Regions from separate parts of the Sus scrofa genome. Here region 2 is linked to region 1. Evidence: chromatin contacts called from public promoter capture Hi-C data. All regions are on one chromosome and are shown on one strand. Each heading gives the region's core, a stretch centred on a gene start, on an enhancer-like site or on the middle of the called end of the contact. The rest is flanking DNA. Distances are from core to core; before and after follow the strand shown. Region 1 holds the start of FTSJ1 (FtsJ RNA methyltransferase homolog 1 (E. coli)). Region 2 holds the start of EBP (emopamil binding protein (sterol isomerase)).

Region 1 (5,144 bases), core at 899-3,398:
AAAAAAATAAAATGTCACCTCGTCAGAAAGACTTGCCTGACTCCACGTCTAAAACAGCAATTCAAGCCCTGCTGCTCTCCATTCCTTTCACTCTATGTTATTATTCTTCATAGTTTTTATCACCACCTGCCATAAAATTATATATTTATATGCTTAATAGTATATTTATATTTAGTACTTTTTGTTTGTGTGTTTGTTTTGCTTTTTAGGGCCGCAGCCACGGCATATGGAAGTTCCCAGCCTAGGGGTCGCATCAGAGCTGACGCTGCCGGCCTCCACCACAGCCACAGCAACTCGGGATCTTTAACCCACTGGAGACCAGGGGTCAAAGCCACATCCTCATGGATACTAGTGGGATTCGTTTCCACTGCGCCACAAAGGGAACTCCCAGCACAGTTTTTTAGTAAGCACATGTATATAGATACTGGCAGTTACACACACACATCTATATATATCAGCATATACATTTTTTTTTTATCTTTTTGCCTTTTCTAGGGCCGCTCCTGTGGCATATGGAGGTTCCCAGGCTAGGGGTCCAATCAGAGCTGTAGCCACCGGCCTACGCCAGAGCCACAGCAACCGGGATCCGAGCTGGATCTGTGACCTACGCCACAGCTCACAGCAACGCCGGATTCTTAACCCACTGAGCAAGGCCAGGGATCGAACCCACAACCTCATGGTTCCTAGTCGGATTCGTTAACCACTGCGCCACGATGGGAACTCCATCATATACATTTATATAAGATGATGTGTGTATTTTATACATACACAATACAAAATGCATAACTATATTATCCATTTCCTTATGTTTACATATAATGGGATATTTGTTTACTAATATATAACATATACTAGTAAATATTAAACATCACTATATTTTTATATTATCACATAATAAATGGGATGTATGTTTATATAGCTAAGATAATAATATAAATACATATATATCCTCCTTTATCTCCTCTTCCTCATCTGGAAACTGGTTATAATTGCAGTAGTCATCTCATAATGGAGGTTGCAAGGGAAGGATTATGTTAATGGAAAGGGTTCAGTCGTGCACTGGAACCTACTGGTACCTATAAGTTTGCAGAGCTGCCTGTTCCGTTTTCAGGAATTCTGCAAACTGGTCGTTAAACACAGCTAGTATTTCAAATGAAGTGACATAAACTCACAATTAAATAAATTCGATTTTAAAAAGGTGATACTCAAAGTTCACCACTTCCTCGTTATTATTTTACTGTATTTCATGATGTCTGTGCTCCCGAGGTCATTTACCCCATTTTTAACTGTATGGTAGAAATAATACACAGTGGTGCACCACTGCAGCTCTTCCAGACCCTGGGTTCCGTGACTACACCTTGGTAAGTTGAAATTTGACAAGATGATAGTATGTAAAACCATGGAAACTGGCAAATGTTAGAGATCGGGGCTTCCTCTCCCTCTCCACCTAAAGAGCTGATTGTTAACCATTTACCAGCACACCACCGAAAGCACTCAGAAGAGTGCCTGGCACATGGGAAACTCTATAATAAATGTTTCCATTACTATATTTGCTTGTGCACTGGGTCGCGATGCAGTCTTTTTTTCTAGGTCTGACTTAAAAGTGTTTGAAGAACACAGAATTACAAAGAAGGACAGCGTGCTGCACTACACCTATTTAGATCTCCCAGTAACTCTCTGCGGAGTCTGTACTATTTATTATCCCTATTTTACAAATGGAGAAACCGAAGTCCTGAGACGGTAACAGTCAGGGGGCGCTATTAGTGAGAGGAAGTGGGATTTGAAATTGCAGGGGAGCAGCCTCACCGCGCTCGCGCACTTAATTAACGCACTTGCCTTCCTCTCTACTTCTCGACCCTGGCGGTAATTATACCTCCAGGCAGGCGAAAAGGGAATAGGTGCCGGCGTGCGCGTTGCATCTTGGGAAATGTAGTCCAAAGGCCCGAGGACCGCCATCTCCCAAGAAGGGAGGGGCGGAGAGTACGTTAATTTTCGCCTTGGAACAAAAGAACCGTTCCCCCTCCTCGCGACGTTTCGGCCACGCCGCGCGCGACTTCGGCGGCTTTGCTCGCGCCCATTGCATGCTGGGAACGGCAGTTCGCCAGACCGGCTACGTCGGCGCGAGATGACGGAATTCACGTGGTAAGTTCAGGTCCGGCCCTGGCTTCGCGCGACCCTCCGCGTTCCGCGATGACAGTCTTGCCACGCTCCGGTCGCCCTTAGGCATGCGCGAGAGACGTCCGGACCAACTAAGAACCCAAACTGAAGCCCTTGGATTTCTCACCGGTTTGCGCTCTCGCGCAAGCTCGGGCTGCTCGCGGACCGGCCTCCTTCGTCCGGCTTTTCCCTACGTAGAAAGTTTAAGGTAGGCCCTGGGGGGCGGAGGACTTGGGTCCCGGCCGAGACGGTTGAGGCACGCCTGCGCTGTCCGGCCGGTGAGGGAAGGGGGGAAGTTCGCTCTCGGCGGCGCTGCCGCTGCGTAGTCCGGGAAGCTGGCACCGGGGAGGCTCCAGACCCAAGGTTTGGATAAGGGGACCCACTCAGGCGGGGCGGGCTGGGGGCGGGCAGGGGTCCAAATACCGGTGGAGCCGCCTTGAAAGGGGTCTTGTAGTCCCAGTGGGGACTTGGGCTTTGAGGTAATGCGGAGGAGGGGCCGGGAGGTGTAGCCCGAGGGCCGTTGATGGGTGGGTGTCAGGGTTGGGTGGGCTGCGAGGGTGTGTTATTGGGGAATCACTGGGGGCTGATAGACGTGTTTTAGTCGATGTGATCATGGGGGCCAGTGGGGATGCATTCATTAATTCATGGGAGGATAGTACAGGGGCACCTTGAGGATAATGGGAAGCAGGTAGAAGTGTGATCCCTGAGGGACTGACGGAGGTAGCATATTCAGAGGATTAATGAAAAGCGATGGGGCATAGTAATTGGAAGGACAATTCAATTACTATGAGGCCGGGGAGGGAATAATAGAGGCCAATGAGGGTCATGATCAAGGAGCTAATGGGAGTTGTGATCAAAGAAGAGAGAATAAGAGGCCAAAGGAGTGTTGTAATCAAAAGATTTTAGTGGGTGATCATGGCATGGTCATTGAGGAATTAATGGGAACAGAGTGAGCAAAGAGAGCGTAATAGCTAAGAGTAAGTCGTTGGGTGTCCTCATCAAGTGATCATTAGGGGGGCATGGAAAGGTGGGCAGTGAGGAGAGAATGGGAGGCTTATGTATGATCAGGGCTTAATGTGAGTGTGGTAATGACAGTTGCTAGAGGCTGTGAAGGATCAGTGGGAGGACCAAGTGAATGGGGGCTGAGAAATCATAGTAATTGAGGGCTTAATGGGGAACTAATAGGCCATGGTCCTCCAGACATTAATGGGGGGGGGCGCGATATGGAGGTCGTGATAAAGGAATTATTGAGGACATAATCATTTCAGGAGAGAGATTAAGGAAATGGGGGGGGCGCAGTGAGGTAGTATGAGGATAACAGGGGTGAAAGCAAGGGATGAATGGGGGCTCGTAGGGCTCTGGGACTCTAGGGGCAGTGAGGACAGCCAGAGAGACTGTGAGATGTTATTGAGGATCAGGTGGGCAAAGAAGGGTCGATAGTGAGAGTTGCAGGGTTTAATTTGTGGTGTGTGAGTGACAGCAGTGGCAGGGCAACAGGGTCAGTAATAGGTCATCTCTTGTGGGATTTTTTGGGGTATCTGTGGGGTGAGCGATGGAGCCTGAGAGCTCAGTGGCGGGGTCCTTCAGGCTGTGCATTCAGTGGGATCTGGAAGTTCGGAAGGCTGCAGCTTTCCCACCTGCTGAGGGAGCTGTCACGTGGGTCAGAGGAGCCTGGTTTAGTGGTTTTTTGTTTGTTTGTTTTTGTTTTTGTTGCTTTTTAGGGCTGCACCCACAGCTTAAGGAAGTTCCCAGGTTAGGGGTCAAATCAGAGCTACAGATGCCGGCCTGCACCCCAGCCCCAGCAACATAGGATCCGAGCCACATCTGTGACCTACACCACAGCTCATAGCAACGCCAGATCCTTAACCCGCAGGGCAAGGCCAGGGACCTTACCTGCATCCTCATGAATCCTCGTGGGGTTCATTAACCGCCTGCGCCACGCAGGGAACTCCGAGCCTGGTTTCGTTTATGTGGTCCTTGCTGCCCTACAGAGGTCGGTGGTGGCCCACTCACCCAGTTACTGATACAGGGCGGCGTCAGCTTACTGTTGGCAGGTCCCCGGGCAACCAGTGTGTGAGATGGGACGGACGTCGAAGGACAAGCGGGATGTCTACTACCGCCTAGCCAAGGAGAATGGCTGGCGTGCCCGCAGTGCCTTCAAACTGCTACAACTTGACGAGGAATTCCAGCTCTTCCAAGGTCCCCACTTGGCGGGCGAGTCACTGGGGGATGGGGCGGGCGAAGGGACTAGACAAGTGGGCTAGGCCTCCAGCGCTCCCTTTGGTAAGTGGGCTGACCTGGAGGGTCTCTGGGGCAGGGGCCCAGCAGGACGATGGGTGGGTCTTCCAAAGGAGCTGGGCATCTGGGCAGCCGATAGATGTGAGTGCTCCCCAGGGCGGGGAAAGGAGCGAACCTCACAGGGTGGCAGGTTGGAGAGGTGGGTGCGGCTGCCCACTCCACCTTCCTGTGTGTGCTCAGGCGTGACGCGGGCAGTTGACCTGTGCGCGGCCCCGGGCAGCTGGAGCCAGGTGCTGAGCCAGAAGATTGGGTGAGTGTGGAGTCCCAGATGAGGGGGCCGGAGGACAGGCTAGGGGAAGGGTGGGCCAGGAGTGAAAACTAGGCTGACGTGGGACTGTGTTGTCCACAGGGGCCAGGGGTCCGGCCACGTGGTGGCTGTGGACCTTCAGGCTATGGCTCCACTGCCAGGTGTGTTACAGATCCAAGGGGATATCACCCAGGTGAGAGCATGGCTGGGGCTGTCATGGGGTGGATCCTGGGCAAAGGCCCCCCCGACCTGGGGGCTCCGGCAGGTGGAAGAGAGAAAGAAATAGACTGAGAAAGACAGAGACAGAGTAACTGAGAGAACCCGAGAGAGTGTAACAGCAGAGAAATGGAGCCAGCAGGTGGCCGTCACAGAGAGACAGCCACAAATGATGCCAGGGTATGGAGTCCGATCTTAGGCAAAGCCTGAGAATTTGGCTGACCCA
Region 2 (5,185 bases), core at 720-3,219, 62 kb after region 1:
TCCACAACAGGGAACTCCGGGATTGGCTCTTTAGAGTTGGCACAGGGAGACTGAGAGTCTCCATGCCCATTGGCCAGCAAGGCTGAGGGGCCTGGGTTTTGATTGGTTGTTCTGACTTGAAATGGGGAGAGGTGCAAATGGCTATAGGGCTGAGGAGCAGTGTATAGATTGTGATCTGCCTGCTGCATTCCAGGATTACGATGGAAGTTTGGTCTAGGAAAAAGATCTGATTGCTCCGCCTTTGAAAACGAGGGCAAAGGTGAGAGGACACAATGCAATGCTGATTCAACAGAAGATTGGGGGGAGGATAAACACTCGATTTCCGATGGGATTGATAAGCGGATAGGGAAATTGAAGACGAGACTCGCCGCAGATTGGCTTCCGCCCTAAAACGCCCACCAACCTTGGCCCTCCCCGCCTCTCCCACTCCTGACTGGGTCTCAACCAATAGAGAAAATGGCACCACACATGAGGGCGGGGTCGGAGGCACACAGAGAATTCCTACTGGTTGGGAGCAGCACTGGCCGCCTTGCGAGCCTCTCCATTGGCCAACTCCATAAGGCGAGGAAACCGTGAAGGGATGGGTAAGAATCACGGCTCTCTCGGACCCTGCGAGCTAGCCTAGAGAGACCTGGGAGGCTGTGGGAGAAGCCGCCGCAACCGCGCTGCTGGGTGAGTCCTCTCCGCCAGGACTGCCACTCCATCCCCTAGCTCTTAATTGCCAAATGACCGACCCTCGGCGCGCCTGCGCGAGACCCTTTCTCTCCGCCACCCGCCTGCCAACCCACGCCGTGCCTCCCCGCCCTCCCACGCGCTTGCGCAGGATCCCCGGCTACCGCGCTGTTGTCCGGACGACAGAAGATCCACCTTCTCATTGGGCAGCTGGAGTAGAGGATTCTGGTTTTGATTGGTGGTCTCTGTCTTTGACCCTCCTTTTCCTTTTTAGCGCCCCAAGCTGGGATCCTGTCCTCCACGTTCCTCTTTCTTGCAGGTTGGCTGCGGGTTGCACTCTTTCAGGAGGGATCGGGCAATCCCACACACTGAACCTGAGGGTAGTATTTCTGATTAGTTTTCTCTCTTCTGTCCTGCAGTTGTCAGAACTATGGGGAGGGTAATAGCTGTCCATTGAATGATGCAAGACAGAGACCCCTGCAGTGGGACCTAACCTGGTCGTTGTGTCTCCCCCAGCAGACTGTGACCCTTGAGGGCTGGAACCAGGCCTGGCTCCTTTGTCTCCCCCAGCCGTCTGTGACCTCTAAAAGCGTGGACCAAGCCTGGTTCCTGTGTCTCTCCCCACCAGAGCGTGACCAATGAGGGCTAGGATCTAGTCTGATTCTTGTGTCTGCTCACCAGACTGTGACCAATGAGGGCAGACTAGACCTGGTTCCTGTCTTCCCCTGCAGACTGTAACCAGTGAGGGCTGGGACCTGTTCTGGTTCCTGTGTCCACCACATATGGCTTCCGGAGGGCTGGAACAAACTTTCAGACTTTGCGTGGTCTTCCAGTCATGTTTTTAAAACAGCGTATAATTAATTGAGTCCATTTACATTTCTTATCATAACAGATTGATTTTGTGTGTGTGCGTGTGCTTGTGTGCGTGTGTGTGTCTTTTTAGGGCAGCACTGGCCTCATATGGAATTTCCCAGGCTAGGGGTTGAATTGGAGCTGTAGCTGTCAGCCTGTGCCACAGCCACAGCAATGCGGAGTCTGAGCTGCATCTGCAATCTACACCACAGTTCACAGCAACGTTGGATCCTTAACCCACCGAGCCGGGCCAGGGATCAAACCCACGTCCTCATGGATACTAGACGGGTTCATTACCGCTGAGCCAGAGGGGGAACTCCTAGATTTGATTTTATGATCTCATTCTGTGCTTTCCCTTTGTTTTTTTTTTCCCAGGTTTTTCCTCTTTCTTTGTTCTCCTTTCTACATATCCATACACAGCCCACAGCTGTCAGCCGACAAAGACATGACCACCAACGCCAGCCCCATGCATCCATACTGGCCTCGGCACCTGAGGCTGGACAACTTTGTGCCTAATGACTGCCCCACTTGGCATATCCTGGCTGGCCTCTTCTCCGCCTCTGGAGTCTTAGTCGTCACTACCTGGCTGTTGTCAGGTCGTGCTGCGGTCGTCCCACTGAGCACTTGGCGGAGACTGTCCTTGTGCTGGTTTGCAGTCTGTGGGTTCGTTCACTTGGTGATTGAGGGCTGGTTCTGTCTCTACCACGAGGAGCTTCTTGGAGACCAAGCCTTCTTATCTCAACTCTGTGAGTCCTAAGTTCTTCAGCGTGCTGTGGGAGGGAATTTCCTGGGCAGAGATTGGCTTAGATGGTCACCCACCCACTGACACTTTTCCCATTAATTAAATTTTTTTTTTGGTCTTTTTGCCTTTTCTAGGGCTGCTCTCATGGCACATGGAGGTTCCCAGGCTAGGGGTCGAATCGGAGCTGTAGCTGCCGGCCTACACCAGAGCCACAGCATCGTGGGATCTGAGCCTTGTCTGCGACCTACACCACAGCTCACGGCAACGCCGCGTCCTTAACCCACTGAGCTAGGCCAGGGATTGAACCTGCAACCTCATGGTTCCTAGTCGGATTTGTTAACCACTGCGCCACGACGGGAACTCCCCATTAATATATTTTTAAAATGTATTTAACTTTTTTGTCGCATATATATTCACATGGATCCAAAGCGATTTGGACCCATTTAAAGAAATATGCAGTGAAAATCTATCTACCTTCTATCTACCAAGTTGCCCCCAGTAATTGCTTATATTTCACACACATAAACCTCAGTTTGCTCAACTGTAAAAGAGGGAGAATTGTGGAGTTCCCGTCGTGGCGCAGTGGCTAACAAATCCGACTAGGAACCATGAGGTTTCGGGTTCGATCCCTGCCCTTGCTCAGTGGGTTAGCGATCCAGCGTTGCCGTGAGCTGTGGTGTAGGTTGCAGATGCAGCTCGGATCCTGCGTTGCTGTGGCTCTGGCGTAGGCCGGCGGCTACAGCTCCGATTCGACCCCTAGCCTGGGAACCTCCATATGCCGTGGGAGCAGCCCAAGAAATAGCAAAAAAAAAAAGAGGGAGAATTGTAATATCCAAATACACGTAAGACACTTAGAACAGGGTTTGGCAGGTAGTAGATACCTTATAACTATATCTTTACTTTTTTTTTTTTTTTTAGGGCCACTCTTGTGGCATATGGAGGTTCCCAGTCTAGGGTTCAAATCAGAGGTACAGCTGCCAGCCTACATCACAGCCACAGCAACACAGAATCCAAGCCACGTCTTCGACCTACACCACAGCTCACGACAACACCAGATCCTTAACCCACTGAGCGAAGCCAAGGATCAAACCCGTAACCTCAGGGTTCCTAGTCAGATTCATTTCTGCTGTACCATGACGGGAACTCCTTGTCTTCATCATTTTTATTTTTCTCCTTTTTGTAAATGATAACATGCTATATACACATCTTTTTCTTTTTCCCCTTTTTGTAGGGCCGTACTCAAGGCACATGGAAGTTGCCAGGCTAGGGGTCAAAACAGAGCTGCAACCGCCAGCCCTACGCCATAGCCACAGCAGCACTGTGCGCATTTGCAACCTATACCGCAGCTTGTGGCACTGTTGGATCCTTAACCCACTGAGCGAGGCCAGGGATGGAACTTGCATCCTCATGGTTACTATGTCGGGTTCGTGCCCCACTGAGCCACAATGGAAACTTCACTAGATACACTTTTGAACTTTGCTTTTTTAAAATGCCACTCAAATTCATAAAGAGCTTTGAAAGCATAACTATGACAGAATTAATTTGACTTTTTCAGGATTGATAGGCATCTCCCCCCATCTTTGGCTGTTACAAACACTACTCCTTTTTGACTTCATGAATGAATCTGCTAGAACATTCTACAAGTCTCTCTGTGGACATCTTCTTTCATTTCTCTTGGGTAAATATGGAGGCATGGAATGGCTGGGTCACATGGTGAATGTGCTTGACTTTATGAAAAACTGCCAAACTGTCTTCAAGAACGGCCGAATAAAAAAAAAAAAAAAAAAAAAGGGAGTTCTCTTCTTTGACGGCTCAGCAGTTAACAAACCCGACTAGGATGCATGAGGATGCGGGTTCCATCCCTGGCCTCACTCAGTGGGTTAAGGATCCAGCATTGCCTTGAGCTGGGGTATAGGTCACAGACATGGCTTGGATCTGGCATGGCTGTGGCTGTGGTGTAGGCTGGCAGCTGTAGCTCCGATTTGACCCCAGCCTGGGAACTATCATACGCCGCAGGTTCAAAAAAGCAAAAAAAAAGAATGGCTGCACCATTTTATATTCCCACCAGAGTTCTAATTTCTCCACGGCTTTGCTGACACTTGGTATGGTCAGGTGTTTCTTTCTTTTTTTTTTTTTCTTTTTCAGCTGCACCCGCAGCATATGGAAGTTCCCAAGCCAGTGATCAAATCCAAGCTGGAGTTGTTTTTTGTTTTTTGTTTTTTGTTTTTTGTCTTTTTGCCATTTCTTGGGCTGTTCCTGCGGCATATGGAGGTTCCCAGGCTAGGGGTCGAATTGGAGCTGTAGCCACCAGCCTGCACCACAGCCACAGCAACGCAGGATCCGAGCTGCGTCTGCAACCTACACCACAGCTCACGGCAACACCGGATCCCCAACCCACTGAGCAAGGCCAGGGATCGAACCCACAACGTCGTTGTTCCTAGTTGGATTCATTAACCACTGAGCCACAACGGGAACTCCCAAGCTGAAGTTTTGACCTACACCACAGCTGCAGCAACGCTGGATCCTTGAACCCACTGAGCTGGGCCAGGGATTGAACCGGTACCTCCACAGAGACAAGCTGGATCATTAACCCACTGGGCCACAGTGGGAAATCCAGGTGTTTTCTTTAGTCCTTCTAGTTGGATGAGTGGTATTTCATTATGGTTTTATTTTTATTATTATTACTTTTTATCTTTTGTATGTTTAGGGCCGCACCCACGGCATATGGAGGTTCCCAGGATAGGGGTCCAGTTAGAGCTGTTGTTGCTGGCCTAAACCACAGCCACAGCAATGCCAGATCTAAGCCATGTCTGTGACCTACACCACAGCTCACGGCAACACCGGATCCTTAACACACTGAGCAAGGCCAGGGATTGAACCTGCAACCTCATGGTTCCTAGTTGGATTCATTTCTGCTGT

Evidence for each region. Promoter capture Hi-C pulls out the DNA fragments that hold promoters and counts their contacts.
Region 2: a contact with region 1 is called in a promoter capture Hi-C map of liver, with 2.3 times the contacts expected there. The contact joins the promoter of EBP here to the promoter of FTSJ1 in region 1. A contact is called at or near these places in 1 of 5 promoter capture datasets (liver), 4 of 47 Hi-C or Micro-C datasets (embryonic fibroblasts, heart right ventricle, liver and 1 more) and 1 of 2 datasets of contacts at active chromatin or transcription factors (alveolar macrophages).

The regions. Positions count from the first base shown.
Region 1 is chrX:42,607,676-42,612,819 of Sscrofa11.1, forward strand. FTSJ1 (FtsJ RNA methyltransferase homolog 1 (E. coli)) reads left to right here and starts at 2,149. Exons shown (of 13, transcript NM_001184755.1): 1 at 2,149-2,365; 2 at 4,198-4,356; 3 at 4,636-4,705; 4 at 4,805-4,895. The coding sequence starts at 4,236.
Region 2 is chrX:42,670,090-42,675,274 of Sscrofa11.1, forward strand. EBP (emopamil binding protein (sterol isomerase)) reads left to right here and starts at 1,970. Exons shown (of 4, transcript NM_001167646.1): 1 at 1,970-2,270. The coding sequence starts at 1,970.